Linked DNA regions of Mus musculus: region 2 is linked to region 1. Evidence: chromatin contacts called from public promoter capture Hi-C data. All regions are on one chromosome and are shown on one strand. Each heading gives the region's core, a stretch centred on a gene start, on an enhancer-like site or on the middle of the called end of the contact. The rest is flanking DNA. Distances are from core to core; before and after follow the strand shown.

Region 1 (4,610 bases), core at 1,491-3,990:
TGGGCGTCTGAAGGCAAGGTGGGTCACCAGCAGCTCTACCTGGAGTCACCCACGGAAGGTCAGCCAGGGTTCCCGCTCTTGCTGTATCTGCTCTAACCACCACGGTCTGATCCACAAATACGGGCTGAACATGTGCCGCCAGTGCTTCTGTCAGTACTCAAAGGACATAGGCGTCATTAAGTTGGACTAAGCGACCTTGAATGGATTGTTCGACTAACTACCAAGTGGAACCGATCATGCTAGTCTTTGTGCACAAAGAATAAAAATGTGAAGAACTTAAGAAAGAAAGAAAGAAAGAAAGAAAGAAAGAAAGAAAGAAAGAAAGAAAGAAAGAAAGAGCATGCAAATATAGGTCACAAGAAAGGACTGAATGCAGGCACTGGACACAAAAACTGGAAGAGGATACAAAGATAACTGTTTTCTAGTTCTAACTCTGTCACGGATCTTTAGGTTTTGATAGTGAATAAGTGCAGAAAGCATATTTTTTGATACTGAAAGTATAAAATGTATTGTGTGAGAGGGATTTGCTTATTTATAAATCACTTTATAACACAGCGTTTATTCAATAGATAACCATAGAAAGATAATCTAAGGCAGGCAGGTGTGGTGATGCAGGCTTGGACACTCAGTGTGGATCATGCAACAGGATCATGCATAAGCTCTGGACCGACACACACATGTGAGGGCACCTTGGGTTGCATACTGATATCCTGTCTCAAAACAGAACAAAAACAATCAAAAAGGAACATCTGGGGTTCCAGAATCTGGGAGATGGAGGCAGGAGGATCAGGAGTTCAAGGCCAGCCTAGGATACATAAGATCTTGTCTAAAATCAAGCAAAACAAACAAACAACAACCATAAACCAGTTGTCAGGTGTAGGCACGTATCTTTGATCTCAGCACTCTGGAGACAGAGGCAAATGAATCTCTGTGAGCTTGAGGCCAGCCTGGTCTACATAGTGAGTTCCAGGGCAGTCAGAGCTGTATAATAAAGAGACCCTGTCTCAAAACCAAGACAGGTTGGAGACTCAGGAATTAAGAGCACATGATGTTCTTGCTGGAGTATGGTCCCCAGGACCCACAGGGTGGCTCACAACCACCTGCAATTCCAGTTCCAGGAGATCCTATGCCCTCCTCTCAACTCTGAAGGCACAAGGTACAGGCGTGGTACACAGACATACATTCAAGCAAACACTCAGACACATAAAGCAAAATAAATAAATCTGTGTGTGTGTGTGTGTGTGTGTGTGTGTGTGTGTCTAGGCAACTAGTGGCACCGAAGGCCACCAGCGCTGACAAAGAACAAAAGGGACCTAAGAGCCAGAGGCTTGGTGCCCGGCTGAGGATGCTGGGAAGGACTCTGGAGGGTTTGAAGTGCTACTTCAGTAACAAGGAGTCCTGAAGGCGCCCCAGCAGATGTGTTTGCTATGACCAAACCAGCTCCGGAACTGCTAAAGGATGGACCGCAGCAGAAGAGGGCTGCGGGGACTTTCCCTAGACTATGAGGGGAGACAGCAGGGGGCAGGCTTTCTGGGGGAAATGGGTGCAGAATGCGGTGCAGTCTGGGCAGAGGGTTGCCACTCTCTGCTAATGGCGGGTTGTTAATGAGGGCTCTTTCTTCCTTCCTTTTTTCTTTTTTGAGACAGAGTTTTTCTATGCATTTCTAGATGTTCTTGGACTCTTATATACAAGGCTGGCCTTGAACTCATAGAGAACCGCTTGCCTCTGCCACCAATGTGTGGGATTAAAATTGTAGCCACTACACCTGGCCCGGAGCCATCTCTATTCAGTGCAGGTAACTACAGTACAAATCCCTGGCTAAGGGTTTAATCCTGGTTTTTCAAATTGACCTGGACCAGGAACGGAAGACTGGACTAAGACTCTGGTTCTGCCTGTTGGCCCAATCCTTTGCCCTTTCTGCACCTCAGTTAATCGATTAAGTGAGGAGATCGAGCGAAAGCCCCTTCCTCCTAGGTGTTTCCTGTGAGGAGACAGAGAGACAAAGCACTCGTGCTCTGGGGAGCCTGACAGGGCTCCCAACTACGGAGCAAGGCGCCAGAGAGCTGGCGGGAGCTGGAACAAGAATCACTCCTGGCGCCTCCTGACCATGCCGGAGGCACAGAGAGCATGGTACCCACCCAGGGCGGTGCCTGAGGACAGAGGAGCAGGCCAGGTGGGGTCCGCTCGCCAGCCGAGAAAGGACTTCTCAGTTTGCTAGGGACACGCCCCACACTTGCGCCTCGAACTGAGGACCTCTGATCGCCAGTAGGGAAACACTAGAAGACTAAGAAGCTCTTAAAAGAAGAGGCGTGGCCTACGACGTTGTCAAGGGGTTCAGGGAAGTGTGCACAGAACCCGGCAGGATTACGTAATGGCGCAAAAGCCGGTGCCACAATCGGGTAGCTCCGCCCAAGGCGTGGTCAAGGAGTCCAATTCCGGGAGCTAGAGCAGTTTAAAATGTTGCGAAACCGTGCAAGGGCCTCTTACAGCCCCGCCTACGATAGGGCGTGGCCAAGGAACTGAACTCGCAGATGCATGCAAAGTGGGAATTACGTAATGATGCAGGAGGCGGTCCCAGAGTCCCCGGTGGCTCCGCAAGGTGTGGCTAAGAAGCCTACGTCCGGGTGCCTGGCAGTGGCTACGACGGTTGAGTGACGGTGCGAAGAACAAGCCAGTTGGTGACCCCGTCCAGGGCGTGGCAGGGGCTCACAGATCTAAAGGGGATTGTATATTGTCCCAGAGGAGGGACCAGTCCCACGTAGCGCTTCCCTGGTCCTGGTCGGGAACTGGTCTCTAAGCGGCTCACAGCGTCTGTAGGAATTGCGTAGTGGCGCAAGGGGGCAGGGCTAGCGCTGTATGGCTACGCCCAGCCTGTTACCAAGCCAGCTAGTCCTACAGACCAGGCTCAAAGTGGCTGCAGGAAATGTGTAACGTGCAAGGGCTGGGGTCGTCTAGCGGCTGCGTCCAAGAAGCTTCTGCTTTGGGAGGGGGCTGAACTGACTCCGGGAATACATTAGACCACGTGGCCTAAAGTGGCGCCTCGATGGGGGGGGGGCGGGGGAAAAGGCGGAGCCCTAGTTGGAATAGACAGGGCTCTGAAAGGCGGAGCGTGCGCAGGACAGCCCTAGGAAGCACACTTTGCGGGCTGTGGGCATGCTCCGCTGGGCGCGAGCGTGGAGGGTCCCCCGTGGGGTACTCGGTGCCTCCTCTCCCAGGCGTTTGGCGGTTCCTGTCACGTTCTGTAGCAGCCGCAGTAGTGGCCAAGAAAACGCCGATCTGAGGTCAGCCAAGGGCACTGGGAGGGTTGTTCTCCACTGGTCCACTTCGCACGCGGCTTAGCTGGCCCCGCCTCTCCTTTGGCCTCGCCCCTTTTTTCTTTCACTCTCTCCTCCCCCTTACTCCATGGTGGCCCCCACCTTCCAGGCCGCTGCCGCTGTCTTATAATCTTCTAGATGGAGACGCGACACTCCCAGCCATCGTCTTTTTGCATGGGCTCTTCGGCAGCAAAACCAACTTCAACTCCCTCGCCAAGGCAATGGTTCAGAGGACTGGCCGGAGGGTGAGCTTCCGGATGGGGCGGTGCATGGGTGGGCGGGGGCTAAGGGGTAAGGCTGAGGGCAGTGGACCTAGTTTCAATCACTCAGGTCTGGGCTCTTGGTGACCTGAAAATGGAAAGTTTCAGTGCCCAGTAAACCGTAAAACATCTATGAAGAGGCCTGGTCCTGTAAGATGCCCCACAGTTAGTCCATTTATGTTACTGAGACATAACAGGTCTCTTTGTCAGGTCCCAAAGAAACTTGGGACAATTTTGTGGCACCTACTAGCATGCCAAAGCACACTCTAGCCTCCTGGCTTACTCAGTACGAGTGGCAGCTCTCTGCTCTTGTTACCCCCGACCCCTTACTATAAACCTTTCCAGTCCAGAGGCTTCCCGTCCCCCAGCGTCTCTTTCCTGTTAACCCAGCCATTTAAGCCATTTGCTCCCTGACTACTCTGATCCTCCTTTGGTCTGCATGCCCTCTCTCCTTGGCACCTGAAGTTCTCATTTGATCTCCACATGTACACCATGGCACGTGCTTGCGAAGATATAACTTGCGCACATGCATACATGTGTGTATATAATAAAGCAACTAAGGAAGTTGCTCAATATTAACCTCTGCACGTGCGCATGCGCGCGCGCACACACACACACACACACACACACACACACACATACACACACATACTTATGTCTCCAGACTTCTCTCCCTAGCTGCTCTGTGGACCCTATCAGGCTTTTCGTTGTCTGTAGTCAAAGTAACACCATTCCTGTTTCACCCCCATCGCAGGTGCTGACGGTGGATGCCCGGAACCACGGTGACAGCCCCCACAGTCCAGACGCAAGCTATGAGGCCATGAGTCAGGACCTTCAGGGCCTCCTTCCACAGCTGGGTCTGGTGCCCTGCGTCCTCGTTGGCCACAGCATGGGAGGAAAGACAGCCATGCTCCTGGCACTGCAGAGGGTAAGCTACACCTATCTGGGTCCTCTTAATGCACTCTAAGCCCATTGATAACGTGGGACTCATCCACACTTTGGATGGCCAGGTCCAGAAACTCTGCTGGCGGCTCAG
Region 2 (4,610 bases), core at 1,259-3,758, 3.2 Mb after region 1:
AATTCTAGCCTCCTGCTTCTGCCTTTCAAGTACTGGGATTACAGGCATGTATTAACATGCCCAGTGACAATTTTGTTTGTTTGCTCTTAGTTTTGTGTACAGGATTTCTGTAGCCACACCTTAAACTCTGTAATGAAAGCTAGCCTTGACTCTGGATTCTTTTGCTTCTACCTTCCTAGTTCTAGGATTACAGACATGTACCTCTACAGTTTTGTGGTCTGGGAAATACTCTAACAACTGAGCTACATCTCCAGACCAGTTTGTCCCCTGTCCTTCCACCCCAAGGCTGTGTAACCCCAGCTGACCTGGAACTTGCTCTGTAGACCAGGCTGGCCTCAAAGTCAGTGATCTGGCTGCCTCTGTCTCTTGGATGATAGGATTAAAGGCGTGTACCACCACTGCCTGGCTCAGGCTTTTTTTTTTTTTTTTTTTTTTAAATAGGGCCTCTGTAGCCTAGGCTAGTCTCTTACTCCATATGTGGCTGAGAATGGCCCTGAACTCCGGGTACTTTCCAAGTGCTGGGACTATAGGCGTGCATCACCACATCCGGCACAAGTCATTCTTATATGGACGCTTAAATCAAATCCACCAGGCTGGAAGATGTGGTTCAGTAGTAAGGTACTTAGCATGCACATGGGCCTGGGTTTGATTCCCAGCAGAACTTTAAAACTTACCAGGCAGCCCAACCCGACCCTTTTTGGCCCAGATGATTATCACCTATTCATCTGCTGAACTCAGTCGCTGGACAAGGTGTTCCTATTTCCATCTTGGCTTTTTTTGTGCGTTTGTTTCTTAAAACCAAAGTGGTCTGTCAAAATATAAACTAGGTAACTATTTCTTTCCTATAACGACTCCCCTTGCCTCCTGTCCAGGTGTAGGGGTTAACACTTCTAATTTCAGTGGACTGCCTTGGGTTTCATGTCAGGCTTCAGAGTGTACATGCTGTACACCCATATTCCCAGTACCCTGGAGGCTAAAGTGGGGACAGCAAGTTTGAGGCCATCCCGACTCTGCAATAAGTTCCTGTCTAAGATGGTTTCTTTCTTTTCTCTCATATCTCTGATCACCTGCCCCGCCCCCTCCCACTTTACCCTGACATCATTCTCCTTGCTGTCCTTTAAATCTGACAGACATGTACTTGGCTTTATAGCTTTTGTTGTGTTCTTCCTAAACGTGTTTGGCTGACTACCTGACCCCACCCACCTCTCTTTAGGGGCAGGTCTCCTATAGCCCCACTGGCTTCAAATTCACTAGGTAGACAACACTGGTCCTTTGGCCTCTACCTCCCAAGTACTGGGATTGCAAGCACATACCACCATGCCTGGCTTTACCTGTTTGCTATGTTTTCTTCTTCTTCTTAATAATAGTGATATAATATGTATATATATAAAATCACTCTAGATTAAATCTAAGACCTTCCACATGTTAAACAACCCTTCTACAATTGGGTCTCAGGCTCGTCTGGAATTCATCCCGTGGTCTTGATTTGGAGAGCCTCCTGCCTTTTACAGCTGTTTACCACCAAGCCTGGCTATTATTTCTTCTTGTTTATTATCCTTACCCCACCAGTAAACAAGAATATGTCTGTTATGTTCACTGACCTATCTGGTGCCTAGGGCATTGTTAAATATATGAATAAGTCTTTTTTTTTCTTTTTTTCTTTCCTTTTTTTGGTTTTTCGAGACAGGGTTTCTCTGTATAGCTCTGGCTGTCCTGGAACTAACTTTGTAGACCAGGCTGGTCTAGAACTCAGAAATCCGCCCGCCTCTGCCTCCCAAGTGCTGGGATTAAAGGCGTGAGCCACCACTGCCCAGCATGAATAAGGTGTAAGTGTTCACTAAATACTTGGTATAACAATTACCAAAATGAAAAAGACACAGACTCAAGCTTGGAGTTTACTCTGTGGTTAAAAGGAAAGGAGCTTGCCTGACACTGGACATGAAACCAACCTCAAGAGTGTTCAGAACTGAGTGCTAGGGACTGGTTCTTTTCATTCCAAGTCTTCTCAGACTTTTGTTAAATCTTGTCTACAGGAAATACAATTATTCAGCACATACTCTGTACCTGGTCGGGTCCCAGTCCTCTGTGGTGGTACCCTTGCCACTAAGGTTTCATAAAACACTCTAGCAGCCTCGGGAGTTTCTCAGATCAGTGGAAGCGACAGGAAGACTTCTTAGAGAAGGGATAACTTGAGCTATATCTTTACATCATTTTTCTCAGCTAGGGAAGTGATTCGAAGATTACCCGGGCAGCGCTACAGGAGGTTCACAAGCCACTACATCGCCCCACCATCCTTCCAGTGCAGTCACGCACAGGGTCCCCACGAGCACGGACACACAACCAACCGTCTTCTTCCCAGTCCTCACATGGGCCCTTTCAAAGGGTCTCCTCACGGATACACCTCAGACTTTCCCCCGCCAGCCAAGCACCGGGAGCAGTAAAAGCCTCTCACCGCTGCCAAAGCGCCGCTCACCCGGCGCTCGGCGCCATCTTGGCCCCGCCCCCTGACAGGAGTAGGTCCTGGCAGAAGCCAAAAAGTTATCACTGTTCTTCCCTATGTCAAAATAGACCATATCGTTTCACAGTCTGAAATTATATAAAAATTTCATTCTACGTGCATGTGTAAAGATCATATTACTCTATTCTAATTACTTCAATTTGTATCTTCATTACCCAGCTGTCAGGACCTTCAGAAGGCGCCACAAAACTGAGCCATCACGCTCCACCCACTTTCGGGCTGGCTCTGAGCATGCGCTGACCGTTCTATGATTTTTTTTTTTTTTTTTTTAAAGCTTGCTGCGGGCTTCGCCTAAATTTAAAGGGCCCGCTGCCTTCCAGAAGTTGGTCTGAAGGCAAAGGGTGGTTGTATGTGTGGACTGCGTTTTATCATGGGACCTGTGCGGCTGGAGATACTGCTTTTCATCCTGGCAGCGTACGGTGCTTGGGCTGAGGCGACAAAAGAGGAGGAAGATGACACAGAACGTTTGCCCAGCAAATGCGAAGGTACAGAAACGGAGTAGTTGCTATTTACATCTCCCTATCTACCTCCTGCCTCTCTAACTCTAGGCTGAATCAAATGGGCTAGGATAGATGGATCACTAGACTGTCTTGAAAGAGGTTCTGTTGGAGCTTGGTAACACTTGAATGGGAACAAGGGAGGGAAAGCAGGGTTAAGGTGGCACTACATTTCCCAGGTGGCATCCAGAAGGATCTAGGTTTTTCTTGCGGGCTTGGGCCCCAATGTATTGTGGGAATTGTAGTTCAAGAACCTGTAACGCTGGCTCTATGGAGCATCTTCCTCAGTCGTTTCTCTCCTTGTTAAAAATCTGGACAATCTGCATGGGTGGGGTGTAATACTCATTCCTTATAGGCATACTGAGTCCCGCCCTGGCAGAGACGCTCTTAAATTACAGGCCTGATGGCCCCCTTTAGGGGTTTTAAAGGTGAGTAAGTCCCCAGCTGAAGTTCATAAAGAGAAGATGAAGACACCACACCACTTAGAAGTTGCCCATCGGTGTGAGGCTTTGCAGATGGGGTGCACTGTAGGGATTTTACAACAAGCAGCATGGCCTCTGGCTACATTAGTAAATGCCCTCCCCCCAACCACCCCTCCCATCCCCAACAGGGAGGAAGCCAGGTCACTGAATAAATATCCTGTGGCTCCCTAACTCTAACTTTTTCTTTGGATTCATTATTGCTTCACTTTACACCCAACAACATGTTTTTATCATTGACACCCATGACTTGATTCTAATCTCTCACTTATTTTTGCATCTGTGTCCCCACTCTTCTGAGTCGGGGTGGGGGTGGAGACAGGGTTTCTCTTTATAGCTCTGGCTGTCCTGGAACTTGCCTGTAGACCAGACTGGTCTCTAACTCCGAAATCCACTTGCCTCTGCTGGGATTAAAGGCAGAAGTTAACTATATGAACCCCCTGTCTCTAGTTCTGACCTCAGAATGCTGGGATAGCGTGTGCCACATCACCTAACATTGCAGAGGTTCTTAGGATCTGAACTCAGGTCCTCAAGCTTAAAAGTGCTTTACTTACAGAACTGTTTTCCCAGACCCTAAGCCAACTTTGGAGTGAGGGGAGAGCTGTAAAAACACTTTTTTTTTTTTTTGAGACAGGTTTTCTCTGTGTAGCCCTGGCTGTCCTGGAACTCTGGAACTCACTCTGTAGACCAGGCTGGCCTCAAACTCAGAAATCCACCTGCCTCTGCCTCCCGAGTGCTGGGATTAAAGGTGTGCGCCACCACTGACTGGCGTATGTACACTCTTAGCTTTCATACTTTATTCCTCAAAGTGACTGCTTCAGACACACCCAGCGTCTCACAGTCAGTAAGTGGCCCCTGTCTTTTTCTTGGCTGTTTTCCTCCTCTCCGTTTTGTATTTGATAAACTCCTCCCCATTCTACTGGACCCAGTTTAAATGTCTCCTTTGGACTCCCCCCTTGCTTGTCATCCGCAGTGTTGTAAGTCCTGGGGGAAAAGGGACTACCCGTGCCCAGGGTCTTAATACAGTGGACGCACTTTTGCTAATTTTTATTGTTTTATTTTTTGAGACAGGGTTTCTCTGTGTAGCCCTGCCTGTCCTGGAACTCACTCTGTAGA

Evidence for each region. Promoter capture Hi-C pulls out the DNA fragments that hold promoters and counts their contacts.
Region 2: a contact with region 1 is called in a promoter capture Hi-C map of pre-B cells. The contact joins the promoter of Taf6 here to the promoter of Abhd11 in region 1. A contact is called at or near these places in 1 of 39 promoter capture datasets (pre-B cells) and 1 of 484 Hi-C or Micro-C datasets (B cells).

Annotation. Positions count from the first base shown.
Region 1 is chr5:135,006,559-135,011,168 of GRCm38.p6, forward strand. Abhd11 (abhydrolase domain containing 11) reads left to right here and starts at 2,741. Exons shown (of 6, transcript NM_145215.2): 1 at 2,741-3,281; 2 at 3,424-3,559; 3 at 4,329-4,502. The coding sequence starts at 3,154. It also overlaps the pseudogene Rps29-ps.
Region 2 is chr5:138,184,718-138,189,327 of GRCm38.p6, forward strand. It overlaps Taf6 (TATA-box binding protein associated factor 6), which reads right to left and starts at 2,509. Exons shown (of 15, transcript NM_009315.4): 1 at 2,453-2,509. Cnpy4 (canopy FGF signaling regulator 4) reads left to right here and starts at 2,818. Exons shown (of 6, transcript NM_178612.4): 1 at 2,818-3,003. The coding sequence starts at 2,868.